Linked DNA regions of Podarcis muralis: region 1 is linked to region 2. Evidence: chromatin contacts called from public Hi-C data. All regions are on one chromosome and are shown on one strand. Each heading gives the region's core, a stretch centred on a gene start, on an enhancer-like site or on the middle of the called end of the contact. The rest is flanking DNA. Distances are from core to core; before and after follow the strand shown. Region 1 holds the start of SCG3 (secretogranin III). Region 2 holds the start of LEO1 (LEO1 component of Paf1/RNA polymerase II complex).

Region 1 (6,587 bases), core at 3,298-5,797, 230 kb before region 2:
CATGTTAAGACATCCACTTGTTCTGGGACAGGAAAGAAGAGGAGCTCATGGAGAATCTCATTCTGTTCCAAGACAGAATGGTGCGTGTACGATGCTTTCAGCTGTGAGTACACCTCAAGCGGCAAGCGCGTGTGGTGTGGCAGAGAACTGGCTTGGCCTTCTGCACTGAGCTCTGCTTTAAATTGGCCCCTCTGGGAAATCTGGTTGTCAGAGGCTGCCGCAAAAACTTGAAACTCTGCTACAATATCCCATTATTGTGATTCAGCTGCTTTGCTTGGCTGCTGTTCCAGCTGAATCTGGCCATTTCCTCCTTCCAGCACTCAAAAACTGGCTGTGAGGGCAGTGTGTTATTCCTTTCCCGGTTATCCTTGCAGGTCCTCTACTTGCTCTTTGCTTTTAAGCAATTCTTGGGTAAGAGAGAATGATGTGAAAGGTGATATTTTGTATTTCCCACCGTGCTTCCCAGCACAGTGACTACTGAGAGCTATAGTATCTAGCAAATACGCAAGGTGTCAGAACCACAAAAAGTACCATAAATGAAAACAACCTCATCCATGAACATAATGGATGGATCAGGAGTTGAAAGGGCAAAGTAGGGAAATGGATTCTATCTGTATAAGGAACAGGTATGCTAACTGTTTTGTGGAATTTAAGTATACATAAATTCTTCGATGTCCCCTTTTTCATTTTTTTTTTAAAATATTGAGTTTTCCATATTTAATTACGTCTCATTACACAAATCTATAACATAAAGCATTGCTCAGACAGAGCATCAACTTCCTTCCCTCCCTCTTTCTGACTTCCAAACACCTTTTACTAAATTCTCGCATTTCTACAATCACTTTTTTACCTTAAATCTTCTTCTTTTTTATGAAAATTACCTCCTTATATGTAAATCGCTTCCTTATTTTCACATTACAAAGCATTTCAATTCAAACCTACAAACATTTTCAGATGTTTACAATTTTCTTTCTCTTTGACATCTGATGGGAGGGCGTTCCACAGGGCGGGTGCCACTACCAAGAAGGCCCTCTGCCTGCTACCCTGCAACTTGTCTTCTCACAGTGAGGGAACCGCCAGAAGGCCCTCAGTGCTGGACCTCAGTGTCCAGGCAGAACGATGGGGGTGGAGACGCTCCTTCAGGTATATTGGACTGAGGCTATTTAGGGCATTGAAGGTCAGCACCAACACTTTGAATTGTGCTTGGAAACGTACAACCACAGCTTTCCTCTTGAGTCAAAGAGCTGTGTCTCATAATACCTACTGGCAGGTCAAACAGTTACTGACGATCCAGCAAGAACACAGAACATCATTCCAAATTGCAAAAAAATAAAATTTGCTGTCTGGACCGGGTTTTCTTGTGGATTTAGCCTAGAGACATACAGTAGTAGTTGTTTTTAAAGAGAATTGAAAATGGTTTAAGAGATGTTTCCTTTTCTTTGGAACACACCAATATTTTTGGGGTCACAGTATCATCTCTGGTCAAGCAGGTACTGCAGGTCTTGGAAAAGACGACAGAATTAGGCAGCCCCTGTTTATTAGAGGGAAACATAGGATGAGTGTAGACTTCATCATTAACAACCATCTCCCTTTCAAACCACCTTCAACTTTGTGTGAAAACTATCCATTCTCAGCCTGTCATTCATAGGATTCCTAAGAGTTCCTTTCCTATGAGCCCCATGAATTAATTTGAATGGCAGGAGTCTCTTGGTGTGCACAGCTCTTTGGATGGATGTCACTGTTTACTCCATTGAGATGAATACAGAAGCCTTTGCAAACAGAGGAGCTCAGTCTATGTAAACAAATCTGCACCCATCACAAGCAGAAAATGGATTGCAATAACCTCCCCCAAACGTATCTCCACAGCCACTAGTGCTAAAAAATTGTTTTGTGTGTGTGTCCGCTGCAGTTCTGAGGAACCTAAATTTCACTGTCCAGTTCAGTGCTATCCCAAAATGCTCTATATAGCACTTCTAAAATGTATTTTTGGTCGAAAGGCAGCATTCAATGCAGTACACCACATTGACCCTCAGGCTTATTACATTCCCCCTGTTTCAAAGTTATTCATCTCATTTTCCTGATTTTGTTATTTTTAACAAAGAATCATGGCAGCAGCACAAGCACATCCTTGGCAATTCATTAATTTGCCTTCGGCCGCTCATAATTGACTGAATTTGGAAGGTTTATTGCTCAGCATTGGGCTAGGAATAAAGAGTTGTCAAAAGAGCATAGAGTAATTACAGCGGAAGAAGGAAAGGCAGCTGTGGGAGACAAATTTCTTTTTGATTGTGTTAGCAAATTTGGGAACCTAATTTAAAGCTACATGATCATTAGCCTAGAAGCACAATGACGGGAAGGAAAACCACGCCACATGGGGCCTGGAAATTGATCTGCCTGGTTTTCTGTCTCAGTATTATACAGTATCTTTGGTTTAAACCGATTTCTAGTGATACCTTACTAAAGGTGGCCACACCAAGGAAGCTTTGGGATCTTTCAGTTATCAGTACAATTATGAGGATTTTCTAGAACTCAGATTCCACAATGTACTATTCTCGTTTTGTAATCTGTATGATAGTAAGAAGGCCAGAATACACCATCACTACCTTCAGCGATAAATATGAAGCTGTAGCAAGTTCACTTTTGAGCATGTACAAAGTATCCTTCTGAGCAAACCCAGGCATATGTTCAAAGACAGCTTCTATGTGCAAAGTGCCTTAACTTTTTCTTCATAACTAAATAAGAGTGAAAGCATTCGTGCGCACACACATGAACACACACACACACACACAAAATATGCTTGTAGATAGCTAAGGTTTCAGGCTGATTAATAAGATTTTGGACTCTGAGCTCCTGGAACTACCAAGATGGCCCCATGATTTATGTTACAATATTCACCACATAAAATACAGTGGTACCTCTGGTTAAGTACTTAATTCGTTCCAGAGGTCCGTACGTAACCTGAAACTGTTCTTAACCTGAAGCACCACTTTAGCTAATGGGGCCTCCCACTGCCGCTGTGCCACCGCCACGCAATTTCTGTTCTCTTCTTGAAACAAAGTTCTTAACCTGAAGTATTATTTCTGGGTTAGCTAATGGGGCCTCCTGCTGCTGCCGCACCGCCGGAGCACGATTTCTATTCTCATCCTGAAGCAAAGTTCTTAACCCGAGGTACTATTTCTGGGTTAGTGGAGTCTGTAACCTGAAGTGTATGTAACCTGAAGCGTATGCGAACTTGAGGTACCACTGTATATTATTTATTATTATTATTATTATTATTATTATTATTATTATTATTATTATTATTATTATTTAATTGATTAGCCACCCTTCAACCTAAGGTCTCAGGACAGGTTACAAGAATTAAAACACAATGTTAAAAGCAGCTTAAAACAACTTATAACCACAGAATAAGTTGGTTCTTTAAAAGAGGTGTGTTTGGTATTTACTGAAATCTGTATATTGAAGATGCCAGATGCAGCTCTGTGGGAAGAGAGTTTCACAGCTTGGAGCTGCCACAGAGAAGGCCCTCTTCTGGGCCGCCTTCACCCCAAGCTTCTGAGGGCAAGGGAACAACCAATAAGAACCCCTCTGCCACTATTAACACCCAAGAAGGTCTGTAGGGAGGGAGGCCGCCTTTCAGGTATTTGGGACCTGGGTAGAATAGGGTATTAAGCACTAATGTCAGCACCTTGAATTGGGCCCAGAAGCAAAGCAGCAATCAGTTATTACTGTCTGCATTTCTTTGTGTTTCTTTTCCCTGTAATCCCACTGTTTCTATTTCCACACAAACAGTTTATTATGCCACAATAAATTTGTTGGCCTTGAAGGTGCCACAAGGCTCTCTGGATACTGTTTAATATACACCTCTGAAAACTCATAAAGAAGCCTAAAAAGATCTTTTTTCACCTCTCAAACATGTGTGTATGTCTGTGTATGCGCGCACATTTCTGCTCTTCACAAGATAGAAGATAAAAGGTGAACTGTGGCTAAACTGATTTATCATGCTCTGCAGCTCAGGAAAGATGAAACTGCTCTGTGCAGAAGGGTGTGAGTGGAATGTGGGGGTGGTGATTTAGCTATTATGCTCGCTTGCTGCTGCTGCAACGGGTCTGAATTTTGCCAAGGGAAAACCCATCCATCGCAACAACTTGCTTTTCTATACTGTCTGCAGATGGAGTCTTTCTCCAGAAAGCTCACCAGATTGGCTGAGGTTCCCTGATTCTGCCTTAACAGCCTTCCCCTTAAAAAAATAATAATAATCGCCTAACAGATGAAACAATGCTGTTCTCACTCTCCAGCCTTGGTGATTGAGAAGCCAAGTTGCTGCACGTCATAAATGTGAATCATATGCCTTGCACATCATTTAAACAGATGCTGCTTGCAGAATAGAGATATAGATCACCGTCAACGCTCTTGACCTTTTCCTCTGCTTAGAATGGGCACAGGGGCGTTCTGTGGGTGGAGATTTTGTATGCATGCAATTCCGGAGGCAGGAATCCCCTGCCTGTGGATTTCAAGGCTTGCTGCTGGCTCGGATAGAGCAGCTTTATCCAACAGGCTGGGCTGGGCTAGAGAGCTGCGTGTAGGTCCAGGTGGTGCACGCATGCTCCCACATCCGCAGCCCCCCTCCCTCCCATTCTCCTCCCCGATCTCCTCCCCTTCTTTCTCCTCCCACCCCTGTCCGGAGCTTTCAGCGGGGAAAGGACCTCGCTCGCCTATCGATCAGGGCAAGGGAAGAAAAGGAGGAGGAGGCTGAGCAATAAGGGCTCGAGCCTTATCCCGGAGCGGTGAGCTGCAGCTGCGGCTCCTGTGATTTCAGCACCAAGAGTGCTGGACAGCTCCCATTGCGGCGGGCGAGGTGCCGCTGCCAGTTGGGTTCAGTCTAGGTCCGCCAAGGGAGGCATTGACACACAAAGCCTGCTGGAAAGAAGGGAGGGAAGCAATTTTTTATCTTGCTGAAGCAGCCAGGGGATCCTCTCCTCTCTGGTTTTGCCGCAAACCTTTCTCCAAAGCCACGGTCAGAGCAGCAAAGAAGACCTAACACACGGGAGGATGCTTCTCAAGCTGTCCTTATTGATACCGGTGCTGGCACTGATTGTAGGCCAGGTACATGGATTCCCCAAGCCCGAGGGCACTAGAGGAGGTAGGTACTTTAAAAGGTAAAAGGTATAGCACCTATTTTGAAAGGCACAGCCCCTATTTTGAAACTTCCCAGTGTTGGGTAGGTGGGTCATCTCTTCTGATCATTCATTCCTGCATAGCTGTGAGAATTGGGACACTTTATTTTATTTTATTTAACCAAGTTGATCCAGTTTCCTCTAGTGACTATCGACATATTACATGCCATTCTGTTTTGAAATCACTGCCAAGGGTCATAGCTGAACAAGGTGGATAAGTGTGCCAAGGTAAAAAGCAAAATGGCATATTTCTCTTCCACCCACCCACACCCACCCCGGATAATTGGAAGGAAATGAATGTTTATTCTCTTTTTTATGCTAGATTTTCTTCATTCTGGAGTGTATTCTGAGACAGCCTGATCTGTAGTGCAGCAGTTTTCCACGTCTCTCTTTGTGGGGATTGCTCTGAATGTCATAAAATCTTTTAAGCTCTTGATTATTCCAATCCGATTAGATTACTGCTATTTTAGTCCAGCGCTTATGTGAGGTTTTTCTTTTTTATGCGTGTGTGTGTGTTGGTTTTCTGCTTGAGAAAATGTAGGAACAGTCCAGCGTGAAGGAGATATTCAAGGCTAATTTCCTAAACAAAGGCAGGAACCAGGCAAACTGTACCCTCCTTCCTTTCTGTGACGTACAATGTAATCCTATGCATATTTCCTCAGAAGTTCAGTGGGGCTTACCTCCTGAAAAGTATGCATAGGATTACAGATTTAGCTTCAGCATCTTCAATATTTATATCCCAGGAACTGATGTTTAAATACATGCATGGTATTAAGGGTAGATTGTTTAATACTATAACTTGTTTATTGTTAGTGTGTGTGTGTGTGTGTGTGTGTGTGTGTGTGAGAGAGAGAGAGAGAGAGAGAGAGAGAGAGAGAGACTGCATACCACAATTATATGTATATGTGTGTCTCTTTTCTAGATAAAGCTTTACACAACAGAGAATTAAGTGTAGAGAGACCACTAGAAGAACAGGTAGGTAAAACCAGGGTCTATTTATTTATTAAATGTCTATCCTGCCCTTCCACCCAAAGGAGCCCAGGATGGTGAACACCCAAATGATAAAACAAGAAAATGAAAAATAAAATAAAATAATAAAAATAAAAATAAAAACTAATTTAAAGACATGTAAAATACAAATTCTCTTTGAAGTTGTTGCAGATAGCCCTGCTTTTAATTGTCAGGAGAGTCCCAACAGTTTGATGAGATGAATGGAAGAATGGTAGGCCATGTGAGCTGTTGTAAGACTAGTGGGGGGGGCGGAGGGAATGAAGTCTCATGTTGCCATAAAGATTAATAACTATCTCAACTAACTTGTACAAATATACTTGGTTGTAAGCCCACAGAGTTCAATGGCTCTTACACCCAAGCAAGTCATTGCAGCCTTATTTGTGGTGGGAGCTTTCAGCA
Region 2 (6,901 bases), core at 961-3,460:
GGATCATCCAAGTCCAACGCCCTGAAATGCAGGAATATGCAGTTGTCCCACATGGGATCGAGCCTACAACCTTGGCATGCCATGCTCTAACCAGCTATCAATGCTTTCCTTTCCTTTTACCCCATGGGGCTGCATTCACAGCTACCAAGCACATAAGTTGCATTGGGCTATCAGACAAGAGGGAAGATGGTAGGACTGATGAGATATTTTTAAGGCATCAGTGCAGGGGCAGTCAACATGTTGCCCTCCAGATGTTGGAGACACCTGTTGGTTGGTCTTCTCCCAGGCTTTTGACTAATTGGAAGAAATATGGCCTTTTAAACTGGGGCAGGGAGTGGAGTTATTGCTCTCTGTTGCTATGTTACGTATTTTTGTGTTTTTATATTATAAACCACCCCGTGGTCCTCAGATGAAGGGCGCTATAGAAATTCAATAAATAATAATGGCAATAAAGCTCTGAATAGGCCCTGAGTTGCTGGGAACCACAGGTGCTGCTTACCTGCCGGCCGTGCTTGTGAGCTGCCTGTAGGCTTCTGGTTGGCACCATGAAAGCAGGATGTTGGAATAGATGGGCCATTGGCTTGATCTAGCAGGGTGGTTCTACTGCAGATATTAATATTGTGCAGCATGGATGCATAAAAGCTGACTCCTTTTGGAAGAAAAAATCGTCCAGACCCATAATTACTATTCAAAGCTTTACTAACCTGCTGCTTTCTGAATCCTAACCTGCTGCATTCTGAATCCTATTCTTAAAAAAACAGGTACAAAAACATAAATGATGCATCCAAAAATATGTATAAGACATATGCATATTTGAGCATATGTTCTTCTTAAATATACATAACATAACTACGATCAGAGTAAAAATCAAATCTCTCTCCCTTTAGCTTGCATTAGCCTGCATCCAGCTCCTTGAGATAGGGTTGCCATATTTCAAAGAGTGAAAATCCGGACGGAAAAGTTGTTGAGCTTTGCCCAGAGTTGTTTATGGGAAATTGGCACTGCCGACATGGGCTGCCATACATATTTTCCTGGATAACTACAAATTTCCACCCGGACAATGCTAGAGACAGCAGTATTCCATATATGTCTGGGAATATATGCTATAGGGTCAGTTATGGACCTAATAGGTATCTAAAGCTATTTGCACATAACAAATAAGAGCCTACACAACACAAAACACTGTTGCTGTATGTAGGTTTTATTTTATTTGTTTTTTATCTTATATTTTGGAAATGTACATCCAGTTTCCCCCCCCCCCTTAAATTTTTTGGGGGGCCACCAAGAGAGTGGGGCCCTAAGCTTATAGCTTGCTTAAAGGTAAAGGGGCCCCTGAACATTAGGTCCAGTCGTGGCTGACTCTGGGGTTGCGGCGCTCATCTCACTTTATTGGCCGAGGGAACCAGCATACATGGCCAGCATGACTAAGCTGCTTCTGGCGAACCAGAGCAGCGCACGGAAACGCCGTTTACCTTCCCGCCAAAGCGGTACTGAAATATACTCAGAGTCGAGTGTGGATTCCATGCTCTTTATTCAGCTCATAGTGGTGAGGAGGAATGGAAGTTCCCCCACAATATCTGCTTTATATATATTATTTACACAATGGGCTGCATGCGATTGGCTAATTCCGGGATTCTCCTGTAGGCCAATCAGGTTGTGGATTCACTTCCACCTGGAGCTGGATTGGGTGGCTCCTGCTGACCAACCATACTGTTCCATTGTTCTAGGACCAATCAGACTGCTGCATTTTGGATCCTATTGTTCTAGGACCAATCAGACTGCTGCATTTTGGATCCTATTCAATTCAATACATAACAGGTACCTATTTATCTACTTGCACTTTGACGTGCTTTTGAACTGCTAGGTTGGCAGGAGCAGGGACTGAGCAACGGGAGCTCACCCCGTCGTGGGGATTTGAACCGCCAACCTAATCCTGCCCACAGCCATCCCTGGGTAGGCTCGAACCAGCAGCCTTCTGGTTAACAGCCAGACGTCCTGACCCACTGCAGCACAGGATTTTTATCTCTATATAGATTGAGATGACTCTGTATTTCTATCTCTATGCGAACCACTACCGCCCGCCCACGCGGTCACTTCCGGTTTAACGCAAGTGAATGCCGTTTGGTTTTCATTTTAAACCGGAAGTGTCTGTAACCGCTCTATATTCTATCTCTCACTTATTGTAAATCTAGGCACGACTCCTCCCCCCTCAGTCGCAGTTGTTTTACGTCACGAGAAGGCGCCCTCTTCCGCTAGCCCTGCCGCCGGGTCCGCTGAGGTGGCCTGAGGAAATTGGGCTCCCCCTCGCCATGGCGGACATGGAGGAGCTGTTCGGCAGCGATGCTGACACCGAGCCGGAGCAAAAAGGTAACGTGGGCGGGGGGGGGGGGGAGACACGGACGCCGGGGGAGGGGGCATATCGCATTGTGTCACGCATGCGCGGAAGGAGGCCTTGGCTTTTAACCTCCCCCCCGCCGCCTTTTGATTCCTTTCAAATTCTCTCCTCTTTCTTGTTCGCGCCCGGAGCTCAGCCCCAAGGCTTGTTTTGGTACCAGAGTGCACGAGAGGCGGCCATGCAGAAAAAGAGATCCTCTGAGCATGAGCAAAATGCCATGCAGAAAAAGAGTTCCTCTGAGCATGAGCAAAGTGCCACGCAGAAAAAGAGTTCCTCTGAGCATGAGCAAAGTGCCATGCAGGAAAAAGAGTTCCTCCGAGCATGAGCAAAGTGCCATGCAGGAAAAAGTTCCTCTGAGCATGAGCAAAGTGTCATGCAGAAAAAGAGTTCCTCTGAGTATGAGCAAAGTGCCATGCAGGAAAAAGAGTGCCTCTGAGCATGAGCAAAATGCCATGCAGAAAAAAGAGTTCCTCTGAACATGAGCAAAGTGCCATATTTGCAATGCAGCTGGGATGAGGCGGGAGAAGAGGGCTGGATGCTTTCAAGTTTGTTTCCCGCCCCTGCCCCGTTTTTCATTCTTGCAACCCCGTGAGGGAGGCTAGGCTGACAGTGAGCGATGGGTTGAATCTTACCTGAGTGTCTCTCCCCCGACCCAACTGTGAGCGCTGATTTACCTGCAATCAGATTTCAGTTGTCCGTCCCCCCCGTTCACAGTTTCATCTTCTCATCCTTCTATAAGTTGGGGCTTGTGAGACTGGTTTGAAACTCCAAAACTCGCAATATGTGAATGGGGCAAGTGCAAAGGAAGGCATGGTTTCTGTACCTTTTAACAGCTGCGTGACAACCGGGGGGGGGGACTTTTCTCATGCTTTTGTCACAAGCTATGGTTACTATAATCCAGTATTTCTCAAATTTGGGTCCCCAACTGTTGAGCTACAACTCCCATCATGCCTAGCTAGCAGGACCAAGGGTCAGGAGTCATGGGATTTGCAGTCCAACAACAGCTGGGGACTGAAGTTTGGGAAACACTGCAATCCTTATGTGCCACTGTTAAAGGTACAATACAGTCGTACCTTGGAAGTCGAATCCGTTCGACTTCCAAAACAGAAGCCAAAGCACGGCTTCTGATTGGCTGCAGGAAGGTCCTGCAGCCAATTGGAAGCCATGGAAGCCACTTTGGACATTAGGGTTCCAAAGACCGTTTGCAAACCGGAACACTCACTTCCGGGTTTGCGGCATTCGGGATCCAAAACATCTGAGTACCAAGGCCTTCGGGATCCAAGGTACGACTGTAATTTCCTTTTCATCTGGTCACAATGTTGTGGTCTCTGTCTGTTCATTCGTCTCCATCCCCCTTCTCACCCATGCACCTCTGTTCTGAAATTCTTCTTCATTTTAGGTACCCTGCAAGAACATCTTAAACAATGCTGCTAGCGTGTATTGTTTTACATAGTGGTTTGCCGTGGGGTTTTTTTCTCAGATCACAGGAGACTGGTGTACTCCATGACACACTTGTGGACCTTGAATCAGATTTCTCAGAAACAGATATGTGTGTCTTCCTACTCTTTGGGCAGACCCACCATCTATTAAACTGGAGGCCACTATCAAACAAGGGATTTTTATTGTGGTGATCTCCAAGCTGTACACTACCTGGTTCTGTGCACTAGATCCAAGGTCTTGGTGTCTTTTAAAAAAGAAAGAAAGAAAAAGAAAACAAGCAAGGGAGACCTTTTTTAGACAGGCTGTTTAGGGTTCGATGTGTGATGGTTGTCATATTGGCAAGCAGAGTGGTGTAGTGCAAGATAAAAAATGTAATTTCTGCCCAAATGCAAATATCATTAAGTCACCCATCCTCAGACTGATTCCCTGCAGGTGTTTTGTACTACAACTATTGTCAGCCCTAGCCAGCACCAAAATGCTGTGACCGTGTCGGTTGTTGTCAAGTCAGTCTATAGCATCCTCATAAATAAAACCACAAAAGTTACTAGTCAATAACAGTAATTGCCAGTTTACCTATCAGTCACATTCTCATGCCAGTCATACGTGGCTTAAAAGCTGGGGATAAGCCAGCTTGGATAATATTTTTCTTATGTGGTCATCTCGTGGTGATTCTTATTTTGCACAGATGACCAGGAGAGCTGATCTTTATGGGCCAGTTTATAGCATAATGGGACTAAATAGCAGTGTCTTAAATATTGTTTTTTTTTACTTATGAAAATATTTATACACTATGTGGTAAAAAGAAAAATACCCAAGTAGTTTACAGTAATAATACATACAACATACAATAAAAATCATATTTAAAAAGTTAAAATAGACATTAATTAACCATTGTGGAAAGATGCAGTCTGAATTGCCTGTATAGACAATTTAAAGTTGACAATTTAAAAGTGACGCTCCTGCAGGTGATCTCAGTGATCAAGCTTGGACATAATGGTTCAGGCTATCCTGTTTTTACTTCAATCTTCCAGGACATTCTATACAAGATCTTAAAGTAGCTGCCTTACTGCAAAAGAATTTTAGAAATACACTTGAAAGAGAAGTTGCTGAATTACAACTTATTACCAAACTAAAAACTATGGAGAGACCTGGTCTGAATAGAGATATTGGATTCATGTCCCATTATACATACTAAAGCTAATTTTGATCATCTATCGCTTTAAAAATCCCTTGTCCTTCCCTATGGAACCAACTGCCATCTTGTTATTTATTATGACTATGACAGATCAACACAGCTATCCACCTGAACCTGTTTTTACTGTTTTGCCCATTTTCAGTCAACATTTGCTTTACTTCTACGTAGTACTTGAGTCAGGATTGTTCCTGGACTACTACTTAAATTATGATTTTTCACTTCTGTCAGTGTTTTCAGCAAAGTGACTAGTTCTTCAAATTGCATATATCTGATGGATTTGCTTCCTTTTGACTAGGTGAACATAAATACAGTGGTACCTCTGGTTATGTACTTAATTCGTTCCGGAGGTCTGTTCTTAACCTGAAACTGTTCTTAACCTGAAGCACCACTTTAGCTAATGGGGGGCTGCTGCTGCTGCACCGCCGCCGTGCGATTTCTGTTCTCATCCTGAAGCAAAGTTTTTAACCCGAGGTACTATTTCTGGGTTAGCGGAGTCTGTAACCTGAAGCGTCTGTAACCTGAAGCGTATGTAACTCGAGGTACCACTGTAAAATGGTATTGGTCAGTTGATTTTTATACATGTTATCTGACTCTTTTCCTCTTGCTAACGTTGTCCTTTTATGTTTGTTTGGTTTTCACAGATTCTGATTCTGGGTCAGATTCAGACTCTGACCAGGAGCCTGTTGGCTCCATCAGTAATATTTCTGGTAGCGAGAGCGACAGAGATGACGACCGAGAGGCTTTGAAACCCAGTAACAAAGAATTGTTTGGTGACGACAGCGAGGATGATGGCGCCTCTCACCATAGTGGCAGTGATAACCGGTCTGAACGATCCTACAATCGCTCGGAAGGCTCAGGGCATTCTGAACATGAGGATAATGACCAGTCAGATATGGACCAGCACAGTGGCTCTGAAGCTGCTCACGAGGAGGACGAGGATGAAGAGGATCACAGGTCAGATGAAGGCAGCCACCACTCTGAGGCAGAAGGCTCTGACAAAGCACACTCTGAGGATGAAAAATGGGAAAGGGAGGACAGAAGTGATCAGTCAGACGATGAGGAGAAGCTCCAGAACTCGGATGATGAAGAAAGGCCCCAGCACTTGGATGACGATGAGAAGAACTCGGACGACGAGGAGAGACCTCTGGCTTCTGATGACAAAGAGAGGCTGCAGAACTCCGATGAGGAGAAAATGCACAACTCGGATGATGACGAAGAGAGGCTACAGGTTTCTGATGAAGAGGAAAGACCCCAGAACTCTGATGAGGAGAATATGCAGAACTCGGATGATGACTATGAAAGGCTGCAGCATTCAGACGAGGAAAAGATGCAGAACTCTGACGAAGAGAGGCCCCAGCATTCCGATGATGAAGAGCGAAGGCTCTCGGAGGATGAAGAAGAGCATGAGCATAAATCGGGTATGGAGAATTGAGGGTACAAATGTCTAGACACAGGGCTGGGGAAACCTTAGGTCAGGAGGGCTCTTGGGCAAGATTCTTTCCCAGCCTTCTACATGCAAAGCATGTGTTTTACCACTGAGCTTTGGCCTAGTAGTCATATCTTGAAGGTTACAAGAGCCAATGTGGTGTAGTGGTTAAGAGCGGGTGGACTCGTAATCTGGTGAACCGGATTCGCGTCTCCGCTCCTCCACATGCAGCTGCTGGGTGACCTTGGGCCAGTCACACTTCTCTGAAGTCTCTCAGCCCCACTCACCTCACAGAGTGTTTGTTGTGGGGGAGGAAGGGAAAGGAGAATGTTAGCCGCTTTGAGACTCCTTCGGGTAGTGATAAAGCGGGATATCAAATCCAAACTCTTCTTCTACGATTACTCTTTTTCATCCACCCCAAATCAACAAGTCTAGCACAATCCAT

The links. Hi-C and Micro-C count contacts between places; a contact is called where the count stands out from the background.
Region 1: a Hi-C map of blood shows a contact between it and region 2, with 4 times the contacts expected there. The contact joins the promoter of SCG3 here to the promoter of LEO1 in region 2. A contact is called at or near these places in 2 of 3 Hi-C or Micro-C datasets (blood and tail).

The regions. Positions count from the first base shown.
Region 1 is chr14:11,217,586-11,224,172 of rPodMur119.hap1.1, reverse strand. SCG3 (secretogranin III) reads left to right here and starts at 4,547. Exons shown (of 11, transcript XM_077918521.1): 1 at 4,547-5,143; 2 at 6,100-6,152. The coding sequence starts at 5,053.
Region 2 is chr14:10,986,316-10,993,216 of rPodMur119.hap1.1, reverse strand. LEO1 (LEO1 component of Paf1/RNA polymerase II complex) reads left to right here and starts at 2,210. Exons shown (of 12, transcript XM_028706168.2): 1 at 2,210-2,367; 2 at 5,672-6,448. The coding sequence starts at 2,310.